3 separate regions of the Mus musculus genome follow, and all the other regions are linked to region 2. The links are chromatin contacts, called in public Hi-C and HiChIP or PLAC-seq maps. All regions are on one chromosome and are shown on one strand. Each heading gives the region's core, a stretch centred on a gene start, on an enhancer-like site or on the middle of the called end of the contact. The rest is flanking DNA. Distances are from core to core; before and after follow the strand shown.

The links. Hi-C and Micro-C count contacts between places; a contact is called where the count stands out from the background. HiChIP or PLAC-seq counts read pairs in DNA pulled down with a chosen protein or histone mark.
Region 1: an H3K27ac HiChIP or PLAC-seq map of heart atrium shows a contact between it and region 2, with 12 read pairs. The contact joins the enhancer-like site here to the promoter of Pde7b in region 2. A contact is called at or near these places in 3 of 484 Hi-C or Micro-C datasets (CD4 T cells, cortical neurons and uterus), 2 of 115 datasets of contacts at active chromatin or transcription factors (fibro-adipogenic progenitors and heart atrium) and 3 of 9 other capture datasets (adipose tissue, liver and pancreatic islet).
Region 3: a Hi-C map of olfactory sensory neurons shows a contact between it and region 2, with 1.8 times the contacts expected there. The contact joins the enhancer-like site here to the promoter of Pde7b in region 2. A contact is called at or near these places in 5 of 484 Hi-C or Micro-C datasets (embryonic stem cells, olfactory sensory neurons, uterus and 1 more) and 2 of 9 other capture datasets (adipose tissue and pancreatic islet).

What each region holds. Positions count from the first base shown.
Region 1 is chr10:20,672,026-20,675,686 of GRCm38.p6, reverse strand. It overlaps a transcript of Pde7b not described here. Among named protein-coding and RNA genes, the nearest start is that of Pde7b, 130 kb to the right of the region's middle. Within about 2 kb of position 1,691, at least 53 of the 459 cell types and tissues checked have an H3K27ac peak or open chromatin away from gene starts, as enhancers often do. A contact at or near this core is called in adipose tissue, cortical neurons, fibro-adipogenic progenitors and 3 more, where this site is marked.
Region 2 is chr10:20,546,259-20,550,230 of GRCm38.p6, reverse strand. It overlaps Pde7b (phosphodiesterase 7B), which reads left to right and starts at 1,903. Exons shown (of 12, transcript NM_001347366.1): 1 at 1,903-2,340. The coding sequence starts at 2,103.
Region 3 is chr10:20,427,910-20,431,649 of GRCm38.p6, reverse strand. The region is part of intron 7 of Pde7b (phosphodiesterase 7B); the gene reads left to right. Among named protein-coding and RNA genes, the nearest start is that of Mtfr2, 82 kb to the right of the region's middle. Within about 2 kb of position 1,284, at least 7 of the 459 cell types and tissues checked have an H3K27ac peak or open chromatin away from gene starts, as enhancers often do. A contact at or near this core is called in olfactory sensory neurons, where this site is marked.

The DNA of each region.
Region 1 (3,661 bases), core at 442-2,941, 130 kb before region 2:
TAGGCTTGATTGATGAAACCTCTTTTCTTCTCAATAGCTAAATCTTTGACACATAGGTCTAAATGGCACTTGCCTTTCTAAACAGCCTTTTATTTCTGAGGTCGTATGATGACAGATTGTACAGCTTTGATGGCCAGAGCCAGGAAAGAAACGCCTTGGACTCCTATCAACAGGAGTGCCAGGAATTTGGCCATCACAGATATTTATGAGAGGAATTGAAGTAGCAGCCACTCCCAGACTCTTTCAGCTGGCAGGCATCCGAGGGGTGACATTTTTCAATGATGGCTTCTCTTTAAGAAGCAGCAGAATGAAGCCAGGCAGAAAAGCAAAACCTTTGAGTACATGGCTTCTCCATGGCTTCAACTGTATGCATCTGGTTAAAGAATATGCACGAATCAATACCAAGGTGAATAATATGTCTATACACTTCCCTATGTAGTGAGATGAGAGGCCGTTGGGGTTGACAACCTAGAATATGTGATATGTGATTCATTTTTTTTGGTAGGAGAAATAACAGTCATACATCTTTATTAAATGGATCTTCAGAATTTGAATTTGAAAACGCTCTCTGTAGCTGATTGCTTACAACCTGATTCAAAGTCTATGTGGGCTATGACTACTTGTTGCTTGGAATGTGAATCCCTGCACACACATGTGTGTTAACATAGAAATCATCGGACAGCCTTATGGACTGCTCCTCAGGGACCATCTGCCTTTTAATTTTAAAATAATATTTGAGACAGGGTCTCTTGCTGGACTGAAACTAGCCAATGAGGCAAGCCAGGCTGGCTGGCTGGCCAGCAGGCTCCAGAGATCTGCCTACCTCTGCTTCTCTGAGCACTGGAATTCCAAGAGTGCACTTTTTAAACACGGGTTCAAGAAATTGAAGTCAGGCCCTCTAGCTTGCAAGGTAAGCACTTTACCAACTGAGCATCTCCCAGGCTCCAAAATAGACTTTTAATATAGACTTTTTCAATGATTGAGTTAATGAGTGGGGACCAGATCTTTATAAGAATAAATCTAGATGGTGAAGTGCAGTTGAGGCACTGCCTTCTTCTTATCCCCCAAGCAGGGCCCTTGGAGAGCAAAACACTTAGAATTAAGGAAGTTCCTGGTACAAGTACCTTAATCTATGGCACTATCTAGGGGCAGCATTTTGTGATCCCCAACTGTCTCCAGGTTTTCTTCAATGTCAACAGACTCTGCCTAGCTTGTTTCCACGACTATTAGTGACGTGCAGTAGACAAGCTACTGGCTCTCATGAATACGCACTTTGGCTCCTAGAGTCTGTATAATGAAGACAAGTGTACAGGAATACCACTGCCCATCATGAACTCTACAAGGGTCTAGAAAACAGAATGTGAGGGGTTCACTCCAGCTGCAGGCCTTTGGTGGCCTTACGAATGATTCTGGAACCCTCTAAGTTTCAGTTTCCATATCCAAATAGGAATTTCCACTTACACATTGTATGTTCACCATTTCAGACATGGAGAATATCCCTCCCTGGCTGAGCTCCGAGAAAATTCATCGCAGGAGCACAGTGCTCAGATAGGTGTTTGGCTATAAACAGGAGAGCTGTTTGTGAGACTTTTCTCCCCACTGTTGTTTGAGATTAAAAGACTGCCTTTTTTCCAGTATGTTCAGCTTTCAAAAGACACACTGGAGGAAGTCAGCCAATTTCTGCCCACACAACTTCCAAGTGACGTCAATGGCAGCAGAGCTCACAGGTCTCTAAGCAAGTTTTGGCTCTCTATGTGAGGATTTTTTTCCCTTTCTTTCTTTTTTAAAAGAACAACTGCAAAAATGATTGCTCTCAACTCAAATTACACAATTTGTTCTTTTTTGTCCCCTGAGTCAGCAGACCTCGTGTGGAAAATAAGGCAAGCTCCCTTTCGTACACGGCGAGTGAAATGGGACAGGTCTATGAAAATAGAACATTTGAGATGATTGAAGGAATCTTCAAGTAACATTGTTGGTGTTTGTTGTTGTTGTTGTTGTTGTTGTTGTTGTTGTTTGATTTGGTTCTTTGAGACAGGGTTTCTCTGTGTAATAGCCCTGGCTATTCTATATCCTGTTCTGGATGCACTTTGTAGACCAGGCTGGCCTTGAACTCACAGAAATCTGCCTGCCTCTGTCTCTGCCTCCTAAGTTCTAGGATCCAGACAGATACCTAGATAATATAACTGTTACTTGAACCCTAAATTTTTTATCACATCTGTAATCTGTGTATCTTGGGCACAGCATGTGTTGAATATATTTTAGAGGACTTCTCTAACAAGAAAAGGTAACTCATATTTGGTTCCCAGCTCTTCTTTCCTGATAAAGTCAAACAAAATAAAGACTCTAAGGACAGTAGCTTAGGCACATGGCTCTCAACATTGGAAAGGCATGCATCGGCTCAGTCCACATAGCAACTCTCTGAGGCGCTGTTGGTAGAACTCTGCTGACTAGGAATGTGAGAATCAGAAGATAAAACTGCTCAAAAGCTGGTCAAGCAGCACTTGGTCCTCAACCTGGCTTCAATTTCTACCAAGGTGGCTTGTTCGTATCCAAACAGTGTTTAGCTGGGGCTGGAAAGCTGACTCAGCAGGAGTAGGGACCTCTCTTATAAAGGACCCAACTTTGATTTCCAGTACCCATATCAGACAGCTCACAACTACCTGTAACTCCAGCTCCAAGGGATCTGACACCTTCTTCTGACTTCCATGGGCGCCTACACTCACGGACACAAACCCACACACGAGCCAACACATAGACACCTAATTCTGTGCATCTTCTTTTAAAAGAAATGTGCTTATTGATGCCTGATTGCTGTGAGTTTTAAGTAAGGGCTGTTACTTGGCAATCTGAAGCATTGATGTACAAAGCAGCGTTCAGCTCCATCTGCTCCTCCTGACAGACATGGAGTTAAAGGACTCCTGCCCATTCCATCCTTGCAAGAGCTGTCTGAGCGCAGTCTCTATCAGTGCGATGTTACTGAGAAAAACAAGTGGTTGTCACTTGCCTAAGATCACACGACCGCAGAACGCTTCAACTCTACGGCCTGCGTTTCCTGCTCAGTGCATTTTTCCTCTGCAGCACACTTCCTCCAGGAACATAATGCAAAGAAACACAATATAGCATTGTAGGACAGGGGCATGGAAAAATGCCTCTGATATTTAGGAATCTCTCAGTATATTTTAGGGATGATGTCAATCCAAAGGAATTTTGAGTCTTTGGAATTTCCACTGTAGTCTGCACGACCCAAACTGATCTAGAAATGCTGTAAACGACAGCATCTATTTTGATTAAAATAGAATCAAAATACTGAGTTCCTGTTAAAAGTGATTGTAAGGGAATTTCGTATATAAAGACTGATATGCTTAGAAGAATTGGGGGATGGAGTTTAATGGCATCGCTGGGCTTGAGTGGTCATGGAAATTAAAAACGAGTATACTGAAAAGTGTTCTTAGGAGAATTATTACACAAACATTAAAAGGTAAGATACATGAGAAGTACGTCAGAAAACAACTTGTAATTTCCCAAAGCAAAACATAAAACAAATTATAAATTAATTATTATGATTCCCTTTTGTATTTCAATAAAACATATTTTATAAAAAAATATTAGCAACTAAATAAGAGGTCCTCAGGATTAAATTGTTCTGCTCCTGGGTTTGTTC
Region 2 (3,972 bases), core at 654-3,153:
GAGGGAGTTAAAGAAAGACATCTGTCAGATAGAGTGGATCACTGATTTCTGCCTATTGGGTTGTATGAATATGTCGTTGTTATAGAAAAGCTGCAATATTTTAATATAAAATTCTCAGAAAAGTAGTCACTCATATAGATAGATAGATAGAGAGAAAGAGAGGGAGAGGGGAGGAGAGGGAGAGAGAGAAAGAGAGAGAGAGAGAGAGGTATTGACCTTTTTCATCTACTAGGAAAGAAAGCAAGTTCACAATATACTTTTTTATCCATAAGAAAAGAGAAGAGAAAAAAATAATTCATTATTAAAAATCAAACTTATTAACTAAGCATAGTTTTAGAAGAGTAACAAAGAAAAAATGTGATGGGCTTTACTGCTTTCAACTTTGAAAACAGAGTACACAAGGAAGGCAGAACAGTGAGAATAAAACAGCCTGAGATGGCCCCAAATCTCCTCCATGCTCCCCTAAAGAAACATCAAAGGATCGTGTGATCAACCAGCCATAGGAATGTAGAGCGGGAGCAACAACTTGTACATCAGCAAAAATAAAGAGCCAAGCAAAACAAAGGCCTTTGCAACACAGAGACACTGAGCCTGGAGGAAGACAGGATTGTTACAATGTCTTTCAAGAAAACAGGGCCTTTCTGAGTGAATGTACAAGTTCAAATTGTTCCTACAAACCCAATTTGCTGGCAAAAACGCCAAGCCAATACCACCCCACTTTCCTTTATGTCCAAGGCCTTTCACATAAGCGACAGGGGGCATCTCTGTTGCCGTGTTGGCTCTGACTTCCAGGGTCAGCGCCTTCATCTCTGAACCTCAGGAAACAAGAGGCCTGGCCCACAGTTGTCCTCAATTCTCCGCTCTGGGGTGGGGAACGCAGTAGTCAGTGGCCCAGATATTAAGCCCACAGTGTGGTCTCTTTGAAAAGAACCAGCCACACTTTCTTTTTCAGGCCATTTATGACCCCCTACTAACACCCTTTAAAATGATGACTGCCCTTTGAAAATGGGTTTTTAACCATCCCGATCCACGTGTCCAAGCTAAACAGACACCCTGTGCATATGCATAAGGACTCTGACACTTCCCTAATCCACTTCTTTCCAGTCAGCTTTGGAATGTGATTCAATGTTATTTCCTTCCAACTTGAAGGGCAGCTGAGGTTACAAAGGGATTTGACTAATGGACCAAAACCCGGTTAGTTTGCAGAGAACTTTGACAGTAGAGTGGGTGGGGTCTGGAAGGAGGAAGGAGAGTGTTTGAACTGTGGTCCTTGGGATCCAGCCACCCCCATCCTGTGCCGCACTGTGAACAGACAAGGCAGGCCCCCCACCAGGCCCTCCTGAGGGAAGGCTGCTGCGGAGGCACGCCAGAGCTCAGCTTCCCGGTTTTTTGCTCAAAGTTCCTTGTGATTTGCAAGACCAGAGTCTGGGAAGCTTCTAGGCTTCCTGTGCCATAGATTGACCCCTCACCTGACGCTTCCAGATAACTAGTCTGGGGGGGGGGGGCGCTCAAAGAGTCACGCAAAGCGGGGCCCCAAGTCTTTGCCTGAAGTCTTTCACTGCTAAGCCACTTGACAAACTTGACAAGCAGCAAAAAGAAAAAAGAAAAAAAAAGAAAAAAAAAAAGGGAAAAAAGCTCCCAGAAAACAAAACAAGAGGAAGAAGAGGGAAGGCGAAGGCTGAAGCCTCCTCCATGGCTTTCCCCACTCCCGCTGTCGTTCCAGCTGTAGCCTGGGATTAATTAAGTGCTGTGAATTCGGTGCCTGGGAGAGAAGAGGAAAATGCGCTGTATCTCTAAGGAAGGAAGGAGTCCAGAGACTCAGCAGTGAGGAACCTTAGGCGGTGCAGCGGTCTCGTCTCTCTCATCTCGTCGCCAGTGTTTTGTGCAGGGGCTGGGAAAGCCAGAAAGGCTGTGCCAGGCTGGAGGAGGCTTGTCTTTCCAAGGCTGGAGAGGATTTCACGCGGGTTTGCCTGCAGCTGCCCGGGAAGAAATTCCCCTCTGGTGGCAGCAGCAGCAGCAACAACAACAGCAGCAGCAGCAGGAACAGCAGCAGCAGCAGCGACGGCGGCAGCCCTACCTCTTCTTCTGGGGAACAGGGCAGAATGCCTGTGCTAGAGCGGTACTTCCACTCTGCAGAACTAGGCAGGAGGTGGACGGCCCCAGAAGCTGTGCTACCCTCTTCCCTCAGCAGCAGGCCGGGGTGCCAGCAGGGGCCGCTACCCTGGGACTTGCCAGAGATGATCAGGATGGTAAAGCTGGTTTGGAAGTCCAAAAGTGAGCTACAGGCAACCAAACCGAGAGGCATTCTGGAAAATGAAGATGCTTCCCACAGCTTCCCAGGTAAACTGACTGTGGAGTGCAGAAGGTAACCCGGACAGGTCTCATCACTCTGGGTCCAGTACTTGGGTCAAGGAAGGGAGGCAAGCTGTATGGACAGGGTTCAAGGGCTAACTTACAAATGTTTGTTCTGTTGTAAAAGCATCTCTATGTTGAGCGTGATAGATGCAGGAGTATTAGAATGGAAATCAACAAACTTAGAATACGGGTCAGTTTGCTGCAGGCTTGCCCTGCGGACTTAACCAGGTCAAACCTTCTGCGATTCGGACCCCAACAGCAGAGAGTGCAATCGGATTCTCTTTAATGTCCATCCTACTCCAATATTTCCTGTCCATAGTTAGCAGAGTCTCCAAAAGAGTAATTCCTTTAGGTTGCTATGTGCATGTCTTTAAGTAAAAAATGTATCCTCCAGTTTTCAACCATGCAACATGTGATGTGTATTGTGCTCCTAGAACTGAGTGTGGTCTGCAGGCTTTCTCAATCCTTGCAAGTTACTCAACTACTCTGCCTCAGTTTCCTCTTTGGGCAAGCGATGAATAATACCCCTACAGAGATGAAGAAAGCTCAGGTCATCCACAAGTGTGGTGATGATGAGTCAGAAGGGCTTTTTCATGTCATAAGAATGTGCTGTTTGGGATGGGACAGTCAGTTGGATCTTTCCTGTGTGTCTAATGGGGAGGGGAGCCAAGATACCGTTGGGGGCTCTTAAACTGCAAATGCCACAACTGGTGGCTGGGTGCTCCCTTCCTCTGGGGAATCTGTTGGTGAGTAAAAAGAAGTGGGTTCTTGGAGAAGTCATAGGAGTGTGTTTATGCCTTTTATGTCCCGGCCATCTCCGTGCAGCAGAATCCTGACATGCCATCGGCACTGAGCGATGGGACAGGCAGAAAGACAGACCAAAAATCATCTCCCTTTTTCTCACGGAAATGGGCTGAGAATAAAAATTCCCCTGGTTTTGTTTTAGATAACTTATTGCAGAGAGGTTTGTCGTTCGTTTTTCCATTAAGTTGCCAAATCAATCGTTGATAAAGAATATTATTAAAAAGTAATGCTCAGGGCGGGGGGGGGGGAGTCTGGGAGGAAGAAAAGAAACTAATGCTCTTTACTGAACGATGAGTATCTGGGCACTGAGGAAGGAAAAGTGAGGCAGTGGCCTGAGGTTGTGTGGCATCTGCAAGTGGGAAGCCAATGGAAGTGGGTCTTGGTCAGAAGAAATGAGGTAATGGGAAAGCCATTCATATGTCATGTAGCAGGGAAAGGGAGAGTGAAGCCACCTAGGCAGTGGATGCAAGCAAGGCACCACAGCTGTGCTAACCCTTGCTTCGTGTAGCTGACTGAGATGATTAAAGTTCGTATTTCAAATGACTCCCCTTCATAAACCGTCCACACTCGTCTCTTGCCAGCCTGTCTGTGAGGGAAAGTCGCACATAATTCTTTACATGTCATGTGGACTGATGCCTGACCCTGAGCCTCTCACACCTCCCCACTGGTTCCTCCCTTGCCCCTTGCCATCTCCTAACTCACACCACATCTGCTTCACCTGGCCTGCAATGAGACTGGCAGTTTAAATGCCTCCTCCGGGATGCCTGTTTGCCTCATCTGTTCCCCCCCACCACCCCCATTTCTCAGGGAAAG
Region 3 (3,740 bases), core at 35-2,534, 120 kb after region 2:
ATAACGTGTAAGACTGCCTCTGCTCCTCCCTCTGATGGCCTCCTCCTTCAGTTCTGATGCAGACCATGGCATAACGCCCCACTCGGCGGGCAGCGCATGCCTTTGACCTGAGATAAGGTGAGAGCCAGGGCAGCTGAAGTGGAGGTGGGGTCAGCAGAGGGCACCCGCCCATCTCATCGTCTGCAGTCTAGACCAGGTTCTCAAACTGACTTGCCAATCAGGGGCAATGTGCAGGCACTCCTGCCCAGCGCCTCACTCGGAGTGAAAGCAGTCAGATGTCAAGGAAGGTAGATCAAGAAGGACCGGAAACACGTGAGAGGAAGGCGAGGGACGGAAGCATGTGAGAGGAACGCCCCCGCAGTCACTGTCTATGGTCCTACGTGCCAACGTTATTCATCATCATACACACAGAGTCACAGAGAGGCTTGGTGACCTGCAAAGTGTATGCATCAGATTTAAGAATGGAGAGGCAGGTGAATTTCTGAGTTCGAGGCCAGCCTGGTCTACAGAGTGAGTTCCAGGACAGCCAGGGCTACACAGAGAAACCCTGTCTCAAAAAAACAGATTTAAGAGTGGTTACCACAATTACAAAGAGAGTCGACTCCAGTTTCATTAAAATGCACTTCTTCTTGATAGGTTCTATCTACGTATTAACTACATAAAGATCGCTACATAGATAATTTAATGATTAAATCTCCCATAAAACTTTACAATTATCCCATTCTATGATATTTAGCAGAAGTGTAGGTGGTTTATCTAGCCATTTGCTTCAGGCAATTGGGGGTGTGGGTTAACAATTTAAACTCCAGATGGGTAGTGTGTTAGTTCGTTAGTTTGGTTTGATTTTTGGAGGCACTGTTTCTCTGTGCAGCCCTAGCTGCCCTGGAACTCATTTTGTAGAGACTTAGGCCAGGCTGGCCTCAAACTCAGAGATCCTTTCCTGCCTGGGTTCTGGGATTAAAGGCATGCACCTCCATTGCCTGGCTTCCCTTTTATTTTAAATGACTAAATCACACACACACACACGCACACACACCAGGCTGACAGTCCAGGAGCAATGTCTCTATGGCTGCTCCTCAAATATGTAGTTAGAAAGAAAGATTATTCATAGTCTTATAACTTCTGCAGGATAAAAGGTATTCTGGGTAGAATATTAAACTCCGTGAGGAAGATTGGGTTGAGCAGATTATATATATGAAGGAAGGAAAGAAGAGTCAAGCAGCTCTAAAGCAGGGCGAGAGGTTTGTCAACGACCAAGATCTTATCTTGAACTCAAGATGCACCTCTTCCTCCGAGACACCCAGACGAGGCCTTAGGGGTGTCTCCAAGGAGACCATTCGGTTTGTTAGGCGAGAGCCAGGCAGAAACTGTTATTTCCAGAGTCATTTTGTGAGCAATTAAGAATGAAAACACAGACAGGATCCACGATGTTGTTTTTCTTCCCGCAACCTCGAGATTTAAAAGAGGGGACACATCTGACCTCTTTGGATACCAGACTCTCAGTTTATCAACATCACTCTAAGTATTCCCATCAGAAAAAGCATCCAGTAAGTAGAATGGGAACAGCCAGCCACAGTGGCACAGCCTGCAATCCCAGCTACCCAAGGAGATGGCAGCAGCAGGATTGAAGGTTCAAGGCTGGCCTGGGCAATTTAGAGAGACCCTGTGTCAAAATATTAAGGAAAAGGAAAACTGGGGCTATAGCTCAGTTGTAGAGAGATTGCCTGGCTGCACAAGGCCCTAGGTTTAAGCCCCATTACCACAACAAGAAAAAAAGAAAAAGGAAGGAAGGAAGGAAGGAAGGAAGGGAGGGAGGGAGGGAGGGAGGGAGGGAGGGAGGGAGGGAGGGAGGGAGGGAAGGAAGGAGGGAGGGAGGGAAGGAGGGAGGTGGGGGGAGGGCGGGCAGGCGGGCAGGCAGGCAGGCAGGCAGGCAGGCAAGCTACCTTACATGGCAACAATTCAGCTGTTTCACATACTCTTTGACAGGCAGCCTCTTGATTTAATTTGAAAACCTGTGTTGGTGGTTTATTAAATGTCAGCAATCAAAGAGATTGTTTTTGTCTCTGCGACATACTGTAATTGGTAATTCAGAAAAGAAAAAGAGAGGGGAGGTTGTTTTGCCTTCAATGTGGTAAGGGTTTTGGTTTTCCAGATTAAAATTCTAATAGTTCTTCGGGCCACAAAGGTGGAAGTTTATGCCTTCAGCATTAAGGGAAAGATTACTCTTGGGCTCAGGAGATGGTTTGCTTGGTTGCCAGGCAAGTATGAGAGGCAACACTTGAATCCCCAGCACCCACATGAGCTGGTTAACCCCAGCACGGGGGAAGCCGAGGAACCCTGAGACTCTGCCACTCTCGTGGACCTAAGGTCAGTCAGTAAGCTCTAGATGCACATGCACAGAAGGCTACCTCGCACACACGCACACACAGCACGCGTGCACGTGCACACACACACATACACTAGATAATAGGTAAAAAAAAAATTTAAAGACTATTCTAAAACTGCAAATGTGTGGAGTCTGAGATATGAATACATATTGTCACTGGGATGACGTGAAATTGATGAACTGACCCTTCTCTAGGGCAGACAGATCACTGCCTGATGTATTTTCCCAAACTGGCTAGGGTATCAGGGACATGAGGGTGGGATCGTCCTATCATATGTTCACAGCCCACTGGTCATTTCTGAACTTTGACTTCTTCCTCTCAGTTTACTTTTCTGGGACTATGGGATGAGCCGCTGTGAAGGTCAGATCCGCCCATCACAGCAGGGCTGCTCCAGTAGCAGGGCAAGCCATTGTCATCTCTGTGTTCCTAGAAAGGGTCTGATGTGACCCTTGATTTCCCTGTTTCAGGACACAGACATCTCCCTGCCTCTGTGTAACCACATTACTGGGTTTTGCGTGGTCACAATACTTTCCCTACTGTGCAGCCACGAGGAGTTTCCTCAAACCCAACTCCGACCACGCAGACTCCTGTTAAAGATGATCTCCAAGATTGTGTAAATAGCCAGACCTTGTGTACAGGTTTCTTCCCACTATATCCCCTTCCTTCTACCAAGCCCTTTTTCCCACCATATCCCTTTCCAGCCTCAGTAAATCACAAATCAGAAATACTTTTCATTTCTCTGACATATCTCTCATTCCTCCATTCATTCAATGAATATTTGTGAATATATGCCAGGTACCCGAATGCAGAAGATGACCAAAGCAAATAAAAATGTCTACATTCTCCCAGGCAAAATAGAAAATAACTAAGCAAAGCATGTGATCTCTTAAAATGTGACCATTTCTGAAACAAAATATACAATCAGAGACGAGCGATATAAGGTATGTCTTGCTTCAGGTCTCCACACACTATGCCTCTTGCCCATTTGTAATCAAAAGCGTTATCATGTGGTGTATTCTGCTCAAGTGTAAGGAATATAATCTCTGGGTCCACTCTGGCTCACTCAACCTCTGATCTCATCTGGCACATCTTTTCCTCCTTGAAATCTCCTGCCTCTAAAGATCCATCCTCCCTGTGTCTCCTGCACAAGCTGTGTTCTCTTTCCTTATTCCCATGTGTAACATCAAAACTGCCATTGCCTGGTGAGATGCCCACATCTCAGATGGCCAGCAATCTCTGGCACGGATTCACTCTGTTAGTGTCCAGCACGTGGCTAGTGTTAGTGAATATTCCATTGGTTTTCCTGATGTTTGTCGTGTAAACTGAGTAATCTATGCAGGATGGGTTGGAATG